2 separate regions of the Mus musculus genome follow, and region 1 is linked to region 2. The links are chromatin contacts, called in public HiChIP or PLAC-seq maps. All regions are on one chromosome and are shown on one strand. The core of a region is the stretch at or near the end of the contact, and the rest is flanking DNA. Distances in the headings are between cores, read along the strand shown. Region 1 holds the start of 2810454H06Rik (RIKEN cDNA 2810454H06 gene). Region 2 has its middle 21 kb from the start of Apold1.

Region 1 (4,407 bases), core at 472-2,971, 63 kb after region 2:
TGAGTTAGTCTAGTCATAAATATGAACAAGAAATTCATTCACCCTCTCTGTATTTTCTCTCTTATGAAGGAAATGTCAGGTCAATATAGGTGTGGAAAACTGGTTATCATTCTACCTCAAGTAAGCTATTGTTCTTATCTATAATAGAGAACCTGTTTCTTTGTTTAAAACAGCGTTTCATGTAGCCCAGGCTGGTTTATGACTCCATACGTGGGGATTGCCCTGAACTTCTGATCCTGCCTCTATAGGTCTACCACCAAGTCCCATTTTACTCAGTTCTGCATAAATCCGTGGCTTTTAGGCAAGGAGCCTACCAACTGATCTACAAACCCCATTTTTTTTCTTCTTCAATGTACCACCATACCCAGATTGTATAGGAAAAAAAATGTTCAAAGTATGCTAAATTTTACTATTATATTGAACATAAAAAAAAAAATCCGAGGTGAGATGATAGCTTCTCTTGAGACAAATGTTGGAAGCATGACAAGTCTTCAAGTTCTGACCTCTTCTGTTCACATACATACATTTCCCCCTTCTTACTGGTTAAAATCTCACTTTTTCTGGTAGAAAAATGTTACAAATCTAAAGACTTCAATCTCACCGGTCAAAAAATAGGGTCTAATAAAATTGCCAAATAAATTCCATTGTTTTGAAAACTAGAAAAATGCTCAGGCTTAGCTAAGTTGCCAGTTATTAATTTTTTTTGAACGTACTGGAATCTATCAATAGAAATTCCTTCACAAATCAGTTTGCCTCTACTTGCAAATGGATAACCATATCTAAAATAATCTATGCTTATCAGATAATATTTTATGAGCACTGTCTGAGTCTATTTAGAGCGGACTTTGAAGGGACATTCAGACTCTTATGAACTAACTGGCTTCTGCTTTAAAGGGCTACTGCTTCTAGTGTCAGCTCTTTCTAGTTTCAAAATTTGCATGGCCGCCTTTCTGAGTCGCCTTCAAGAACAGTCTTAGCCCAGTCAGGAATTGCTCGAACTCCGGCGGCCTTAGGGTCAGGCTTATTTGCATCTTTGCTAAACAAAGTCCATCCTTTGAGGCGTCAGCGCCGCCGGTCTTCGCTCTCACGCTCCGCTGCTCACTTCAGCGACGGTGGCGTGCACAGCACCTGGGTCATCTGTGCTCACGATCCTGCCGCGACACCGACTCTGGGCGTTGTGGTTCTCATTTCAGGGCTCCGAGATTCCCACGGCACACTCGGCTGCTCGCTCCCTAGTCCCGGGACTAGGAGGCGCGGTTTTCCCGGAGAAATCCACGTCAGCCGCGCAGGCGCAGGCGCAGGATCTGGGCGGAGGGAAGGGGCCTGCGCTCGGCCCGCGGTAAACAAGCACTGCGCAGGCGCCGTGCGCCAAGGTGATTTTTTTTTTGTTTTGTTTTTTGTTTTTTGGTTTGCATAGCATCATAAAAAAGGGGGAAGGCCAAAGCAAACCCTAGCATCTTAAGACGATCGACGGTGTGGCTTCTGCTACTCTCACTCTGAGGCACCGGCTGCGCGACCATGGCAGCCATAACTCTTCCACAGAGCTGCCGGCCTTGAGCTCTTTCGCTCACTGTCTACACTGAGGCTGAGAGGACAGAGAAAAGACAGAGAAAAAAAAGAAGAAAGAAAGAAGATTTAAAGGAGAGGTGGTGGGCGGTTCCCACAACGCCACCGTAAAGACCTCTGTGCCTCTTTCCCCAGACAACGCGAGATCCTGTGCCAGCCGGGACTCCGCCCCCGCCCCGCCCGTGGCTGTGTGCGCATGCGCTGGGCTTTTTGGCGCGCAAACCGTTCAGAACTTCCTGCTTGGTCACAGGTGGCCCCGTCGGCCCCCGAGGGATGTCAGTCAGGTCGGAGCCGGGGATTCACGCCCACTGCGGCACGTCCTTAGGGATTTTTCGGTCAAAATTCCACTTGACTGTAACTCGCCCCCCCCATTCTTCTGTTCTCGTATGGGTCATGAGGTCTCCGCGAATCCAAGAGTCAGAGTGGGAAGAGAACCCCTCGCGGTTTTTAAAAGATGTTGCGATTTCGTTGTGTGGCACGCGAGCTAACTGGCATAAAAGGATAAATCTGGGGAACGAACGGGACTTCCCCCCCCCCACCCCCGAAGATTCTGAGAGGCTGTGAATGTGGACCGGGCTAACACAGTGATATGAAGATGAGAAGTTTTAAAAATGGAAGGAGCCAATGAAGGCTTGAGAGATGAGGCTAGGAGGAATTAGAGCAGTAGAGGAAGTTTAGCTTAAAATATTTACGCATATTTATAAGCAAGTAGGCAGCAGTGCCGCATATTTAGTCTACGATAGCGAAGTGAAATGGGGATGTCTTTGAGTGCAACAGAAACATTTTTTAAAGTTGTCGCAGGCAAGAGCTGAGGTTGGGGCGGGGTAAAACAGATAATCTGGAGTCTTAGGATGTTGCAAGTGTGGACCGCTCTGACTGATTTGGCCTCTTTTCTCTCTCAGGGGACGTGGAACACCTGCACAAACTGGATTTTTGCCCTATCACGACTCTGAGGTACCATCCGGCAACTGAAGTGTCCTCTTTCCAATAGAATGCCTGGCCTCTCCCACCAACTTCACGGTTCAGCCGGAATGAAATTTGGCTAACAAGTCACTCAGATGAGTCACTGGCTCATTACAAGATTATAGATTTCTAATCTATAGCCTTCCAGTTGTGTAGATCTTAGGATTCACTCTAATATTGGGAGCAGTGCTATATAGTACAGACAGTATTGTCATTTTTACTGTCCCTGGAGATTGTTTGCAGGACCTTGCACAAGTCCCGCAATGCATGATGCTCAAGTCCCCTGCGTAATGAGGTATACTATTTGCATATGACCCTTGTACATCTTTCTGTAAAGTTTAAACAATCTCTAGATTATTTGTGATATGTACATCGATGTAAATGCTATGTAAATAGCTCCTGTACTATATTGTATAGGGAGTAATGGCAAGAAAAGCATTCAGTACAGATGCAAATTTATCTTCTCTATTTTTATATCTGCTTTTGGCTGAATGTGAGGATGTGAAACCCATGGATGTGGGGGGTTGACTCCTCTCTCTCTCTCTCTTTCTCTCTCTCTCTCTCTCTCTCTCTCTCTCTCTCTCTCTCTCTCTGCCTGTGTGAAAGAGTTACCTCACTGTATTGATCAGATATGCCTAAATGGACTAAAAAAATCTAGTCTCTTATCTCAACTTTCTGAATAGCTGACACTCCCAAGTGTGTGTTGGGTACAGTTCTGGATATATTTTGATCCTTTGTGTGCTTTATAAAGAAAATGCAGGAAGATTGACGGGATATATAATTTGACTAGTCCTAACAACAGAGTAGCAATATAGCTTCCTTTGTAAGAAAACAAAGAATGGAAGGTCTTAGGATTAAAGCTGGCAGTGATGGAGAAGGCGCTATGTTTAGAGGAAAGCCCTTGGAAACCAGGTATAGGATCATACACCTATAGCCCTAGCTACCCAGGGATGAGCCAGGAGGACTGCTTGAACCTATCTGGGACATAGCCTGGGGAGGGGATGGAGAGAGGAAGGAACGAGGGAAGACAGAACCAGACCCTCTCAGACAGTTCCCTGTAAAGCACTGTATTTTGGCTGATTGTATTCTGTTGTGTGGGTTGTTTGTGCTGAATCCACAGGAAAATGAAGGGGAAACATGGGTACAATATAATAGGACTTCTGGGTTGACATCTAAATATTTGGTTTGGGGGATTGGGGTCATCCGTCATCTAAGTGTAATGTCATAGGTACTGTTTAGAATTGGGGATCAGAGCCCTGAGGTGTGACCTTTGGATCTGCCGGTTACACCTTATGACATCTCATTTCTTCATTTATAAGTAAGGATTACAGTAAAAGGAGAATAAGGATGAGGGTATCTTTTTAACAGTGACTTCATTTTACCTTGGTGGTATTCTTGCCTGCATCATATGTTTGTGCACCACTTGTGTTCTTGGTGCTCTGAGAGGCCAGAAGAGGACGTGGAATCTCCTGAGTTACAGATGTCTCTCTGAGGGTGCTAGGACAGAATTCAGCCTCTTGGGCTTGCTTTCTGGAGCAGAAAGAGCCTTTATCTGTTGAGCCATCTCTTTGGCCCATCAGGTTTTTTTGTTTCCTTGTTTTTTTGAGACAGGGTCTCTCTTAAGTAGACCAGGCTGACCAAGAACTCACAGAGTCACAGAGATTTTCTTGTCAGCACACAGACCTGCATCTGTGTCATCTCTGCAGCTCTAGACACTATCTTTCAGTGGGTCCCATTTTGTAGGGAATCAAGCATACATGTGAACGAGTCCTTGTGGGACAGGCAGGAATGCATGAGACATTGGTCTCTGTCCTAGTTGTTCTGTCTTTACACTTTATTATTGATGTGTCTGTGCTGAAATTAAAGGTGTGCACTACC
Region 2 (4,373 bases), core at 1,593-4,092:
GATTCAAGGAGCCTAGCATAGTGGCTCATTCTTGTAATCCAAGAACTCGGGAAAGAAAAGCAGGAGAATTTCTGTAAATGTGAGACCGGTGCGGGCCACACCCATAGAACCGTATTGCACTGTCAAAGTCAGTAGCAGAAATTGTGTCCTCACCAACGTGCTGGCTGATGAGCCTCCTGAATGCCTTGCCTGTGAACGCAAATCCGGTTCATGGAGATATCCTAAGGAATAAGTGGATTCCAGGACTGTGGCACTGTGCATGTTTCTCTGGGAATGATCCACCAGAGGACGTGAGAGGCTGTCTTCCTGCAAAGTTCAGAAACGTCCAACACAGCATCCGCCATCAGCCCAGCTCATCTGAGGAGCTGCCCTTTCCCACAAGACCCTTCCTTGTCCGTGTGAGATTGTCCGTGTGAGATCCTAGGTGTCTGTTTCACACTGCTGCTGCAGGCAGCCTGCCAGCCTCAACTAGCCTCCTGACTCTGTCTGACAACACAGTGGCGGGGCTATTGGTGTGCTCTGCCATACTTGGCTTTTTAAGTGGGTGCTAGAGATTCGAACTCTGATCTTCACAATTGCACAGCAAGAGCCCTTATCCGCTGAGCCATCCCCCCAGCCCCCAAGGCAGTGATTCTTGAGCCTGGTGGATTCAAATTTAATTCATCTACCCTTCCCTCCTCTGCCCTTGAGGGTAACTCATGACAACATAAAAGAAAATCTAAAACAAGGGCTGCATGCTTGCTTACCTAGCCCTAGCCCTGGCTCACTGAAAGTGAGTCTCTTGTGATTGCTCTGTGGTCCATGAAGAGCCAAGCTGTCTCACAGTTAAACAAACGACAAAGAGTTTCATTCTCCCCAATATCTAAAGAGGCAACGCGTGAAAAAGACACACTCCCCACAATTCAGCCCCTTGCCTAAATTCTCATTGACCCTAAGGCTTCTTCAGCCTGCTGACCCCTACTAAGGCCTTAACAAAGCCCCAGTGACATTGGCAAGGCCCTCCAAGCTCCCAAGGGGCTTTCCAAGGTCTTTCCCCAGGCCACAGCTGTCACAAGCTGACTGCACCATCATTAAAACCTACCTGGCCCAAGATAAGCCCATACAAACCTCCCCTCTGAGATAAACATCCCCACACATGAAAGGCAAGGCTTGGGAGCAAGGCCAATGCGGCCTCTCCTGAAACCTTGGTCTCTCCGTGTTTATTCTCTTGCTTCTTCCTAATTGTGTTTACTTCTTACTTATCAATTTTCTGACCAATGCACCGAATGCTGGACCGTTGTCACGGTGCCCAGGGAACTAATTACGCCCCTCCTCAGAGCTCTAAACAAAGCCAGACAAGACAGCGGAATGGAAGGAGACGCCAGATCACTGTTTATTCCTGATAGAGCTTGATTGCTAAGTGTAGTTTAATGTGAGAAGCAGAAGAGTTTCCCAACTCAGTGGTCTGAAGCTTTATTGGGAAAGAGCCCCAAATCTGCCAATTAAGCCACAGCCCAAGGGCAGAGCTAGGAAAGGCAGCCAGGGAGAGCCGGGCTTATACTAACATAACACAGCTCTCTACCTAAAAGGACAGCCAGCCTTTGGTTTGTTTCAAATTGTTTTGGTTTTTGAAACAAGGTCTCCTATACCACAGCTGGTCTTAAACCTGATTTGTGGCTGACACTGACCTTCAACTTCTGATCCTCCTGCCTCCACCTCCTGAGTGCTAAGATCACAGCTTTGAGCCGCTACACAGTTGATGAAGGTCTAGGGATCAAACCCAGGGCAAGTACTCACTCAAGTACTCGAGTCACCAAACTAAACCCCAGCTTTGGTTCGTTTTCCTTTCCTTTTTAATTGTTAGGTTTGTTGTGTGGATGTGTGGATGGGAACCAGTGTGCCACAGCGCAGGGGTGGAGGTCAGAGGACAACTTCAACCACTTCCTGGGCTCTAGGCATAGAACTCAGGCTTTGAGTGCCCTACCCACTGAGCCATTCACTTGGCCTTGGGTCGGGTGCTTTGGGCTTTGTGTGGAACAGCATCCTGCTGTGTTCCTGGGGCTGGCCTAGAAGTCCATATAGGCTGGGCTGATTGCTCTATTTGTAGCTAAAAAACAGTTTTGTTTTGTTTTTGTTTTTAATGTCCCAAGTCAGTCTAAGGAGATTAAACGTAGGGCCTGGTGTTTTCTAAATAAGCATTCTACCACTGAGGTATACCCCCCCCCCAAAAAAAAGCGTTTTTTACTTAGATACATTTGTTTTATTTTGATAGTTAAATCTCTTAAGTAGCCAGGCATGGCTGCACTGGCCTGTAATCCCAGGAAAGAGGAAAACAGACAGGAGAAGGAAAACAGAAAATGTTGGCTTGAGGCTAGCCTGGATTCCACAGTGAGACTCTGTCTCAATCGATCAATTATCCCTTAACTAATCAATTAGTTAAATGAGAACTTCTCAGGCTAACACACCACTTGGAGGCATCAGATGTGCCTCTGGAGCCTTGCTGTTCCCAGGTAGGCATTGACCTTGTGGTAATCCCCCTGCCCCAGGCTCCGGAATTCTGAGGTTATAGGTGTGTGCTACCTTACCCAACTTGAACATTTAAAGAAGGAAAGAGAATGTGAAAAGGGAGAGAACGCTCTTTAGACTGTTATTTGCATTTCCTTGCTTGTCTTCAAAAATTGTGTAGCTAATCCATCCCGCTCCCCTCTCCCCGCTCCCTGCTCCCCACCCCCAACCCCCACCATTCTCCCCTTCTCAAACTTCCAGTCCCTTTCTCTTTTAACCACGACCTCTCTCTGTGTTCGGAAGAGCCTTTTGGCCTCCTCTAGTTCTCCTCTCTGCCAGTGCCCCTGCTTAGTTCAACAAAGGCGCTCTAGTGAGCACAGGGCACAGAGGGTACAAAGCTACAAAGCTCGCATTCTTCCTGGTAGACAAGAAAAGAGGTGTTGGCAGCGCGCATCATTTAAAAGCGTGTATCCTCTGCCCCAAAGGCATAAATAAAATTCCAAGTAGGCCAGAACTCAGCAGGAAAGAAAAGAAAACTCAATGTCAAGGGTCACTCAGGAAGGGGATCTAGGTAGACTTAAATTTGTTGTGACTTTGGTGGAGAGAAATCAGAACCGTGAATCTTGGGTGGAGGCAGACAATGAATGAAATGAGATTCCTAACGGGGCCAGGTCCCCGTCTGCAGGCCAGGAGCTGGGAAGGGCTCTCCAGAGATGCTGAGCATGGGGACAGGATGAAGAGTGAAGAGGAAAAAAAAAAAAAAAACGATGCACGAATTCACAGCAAGCATGCATGGACTTCACTGACAGCTACAGATTCTGGGAGGGACAATGAGAGACAGCACCAGAGTCACCTAATCCACCTCACCATGCAGAGCAGAGGAGTCAGGAGTGCAAGTGACACTTTCCAGTCACATTTAAGAATATCACCAGCCCTCTACATCTGTAAACCCCCTGTGTGGGTTCAGCCACCTGCTGGTGGGAAACATTTGAAATATATTTGGATTTTTACTCTTGTTATCTCCCAAACAGCGCAGGATGACTGTTTGCATAGCATTTATATTCTGGTGGGTGTTGTAAGCATTCTATAGATGATTTATAAGATTTATCGTGCTTTTAATTTTATGTGTCTGGGTGTGTGTGTGTGTGTGTGTGTGTGTGTGTGTGTGTGTGTGTGTGTGTGTGTATGTACAAGGAGGTGCCATATTGTCCGGAAGAAGGTATCCCATCCCATGGAGCTGGGGTTGTAGACAGTTGTGAGTGGCTCCAAGTTCGTGCTGAGAACTGAACCCTGTCCTCTCTGAGAGTAGTATGCACTTTTAACCACTAAATCACCTCTCCAGCCCATCTAGGCTCACTTAAAGCCCAGAGAAGGGCATGTGTCCGTTGCAGACAAATGCTGTACCATTTTACAGGAGGGCTGTGAGCACCCAGGGAATCTGATTCCAATGGAGATGCTGGAATGAATCCACTGGAATACCAAAGACTCGTGTAAGCATTCTTAATGTGCCAGTGTAGCATGTTACCACCGGCAGCCTAGCACACAGTCAATACCTCACATATTTGGGACTGACTGATGAGGTGGCTTAGGGTGCTAAGATGCCTGCTTGAGTTTGATCTCTAACTCCTGAAGGCTGTCATCTGACCTCCACACAGGGGCTATGGTATATGAGGATACATATATACATGCATGCATACATAGATTCATGGGTTTCACCGGGGCAGAGTTCCTTTGTAGATGTTGTAGAAGACAATCTACCTCCCTGAAATCCTGCTTCTTTGGCCTTATAACCTCTTTATTTTTCAGAACTTCCAAGGTTGCAAGGTAGAGTCAGTCCCCATGTCACTACGGTTCTATCTGGTCCACATTTCAGGATGATGTCATTCCAA

What was found. HiChIP or PLAC-seq counts read pairs in DNA pulled down with a chosen protein or histone mark.
Region 1: an H3K27ac HiChIP or PLAC-seq map of embryonic stem cells shows a contact between it and region 2, with 10 read pairs. The contact joins the promoter of 2810454H06Rik here to the enhancer-like site in region 2. A contact is called at or near these places in 2 of 39 promoter capture datasets (hippocampal neurons and macrophages), 3 of 484 Hi-C or Micro-C datasets (the 3T3-L1 cell line, bone marrow-derived macrophages and embryonic fibroblasts), 7 of 115 datasets of contacts at active chromatin or transcription factors (the SCID.adh cell line, embryonic stem cells, epiblast stem cells and 3 more) and 4 of 9 other capture datasets (adipose tissue, liver, macrophages and 1 more).

What each region holds. Positions count from the first base shown.
Region 1 is chr6:134,895,275-134,899,681 of GRCm38.p6, reverse strand. It overlaps 2810454H06Rik (RIKEN cDNA 2810454H06 gene), which reads right to left and starts at 1,721. Exons shown (of 1, transcript NR_029441.1): 1 at 1-1,721. Gpr19 (G protein-coupled receptor 19) reads left to right here and starts at 1,488. Exons shown (of 4, transcript NM_001362050.1): 1 at 1,488-1,850; 2 at 2,469-2,520. RefSeq lists a cis regulatory region at 1,541-2,076.
Region 2 is chr6:134,959,075-134,963,447 of GRCm38.p6, reverse strand. No RefSeq gene overlaps it. Among named protein-coding and RNA genes, the nearest start is that of Apold1, 21 kb to the left of the region's middle. Within about 2 kb of position 2,842, at least 25 of the 459 cell types and tissues checked have an H3K27ac peak or open chromatin away from gene starts, as enhancers often do. A contact at or near this core is called in embryonic stem cells and liver, where this site is marked.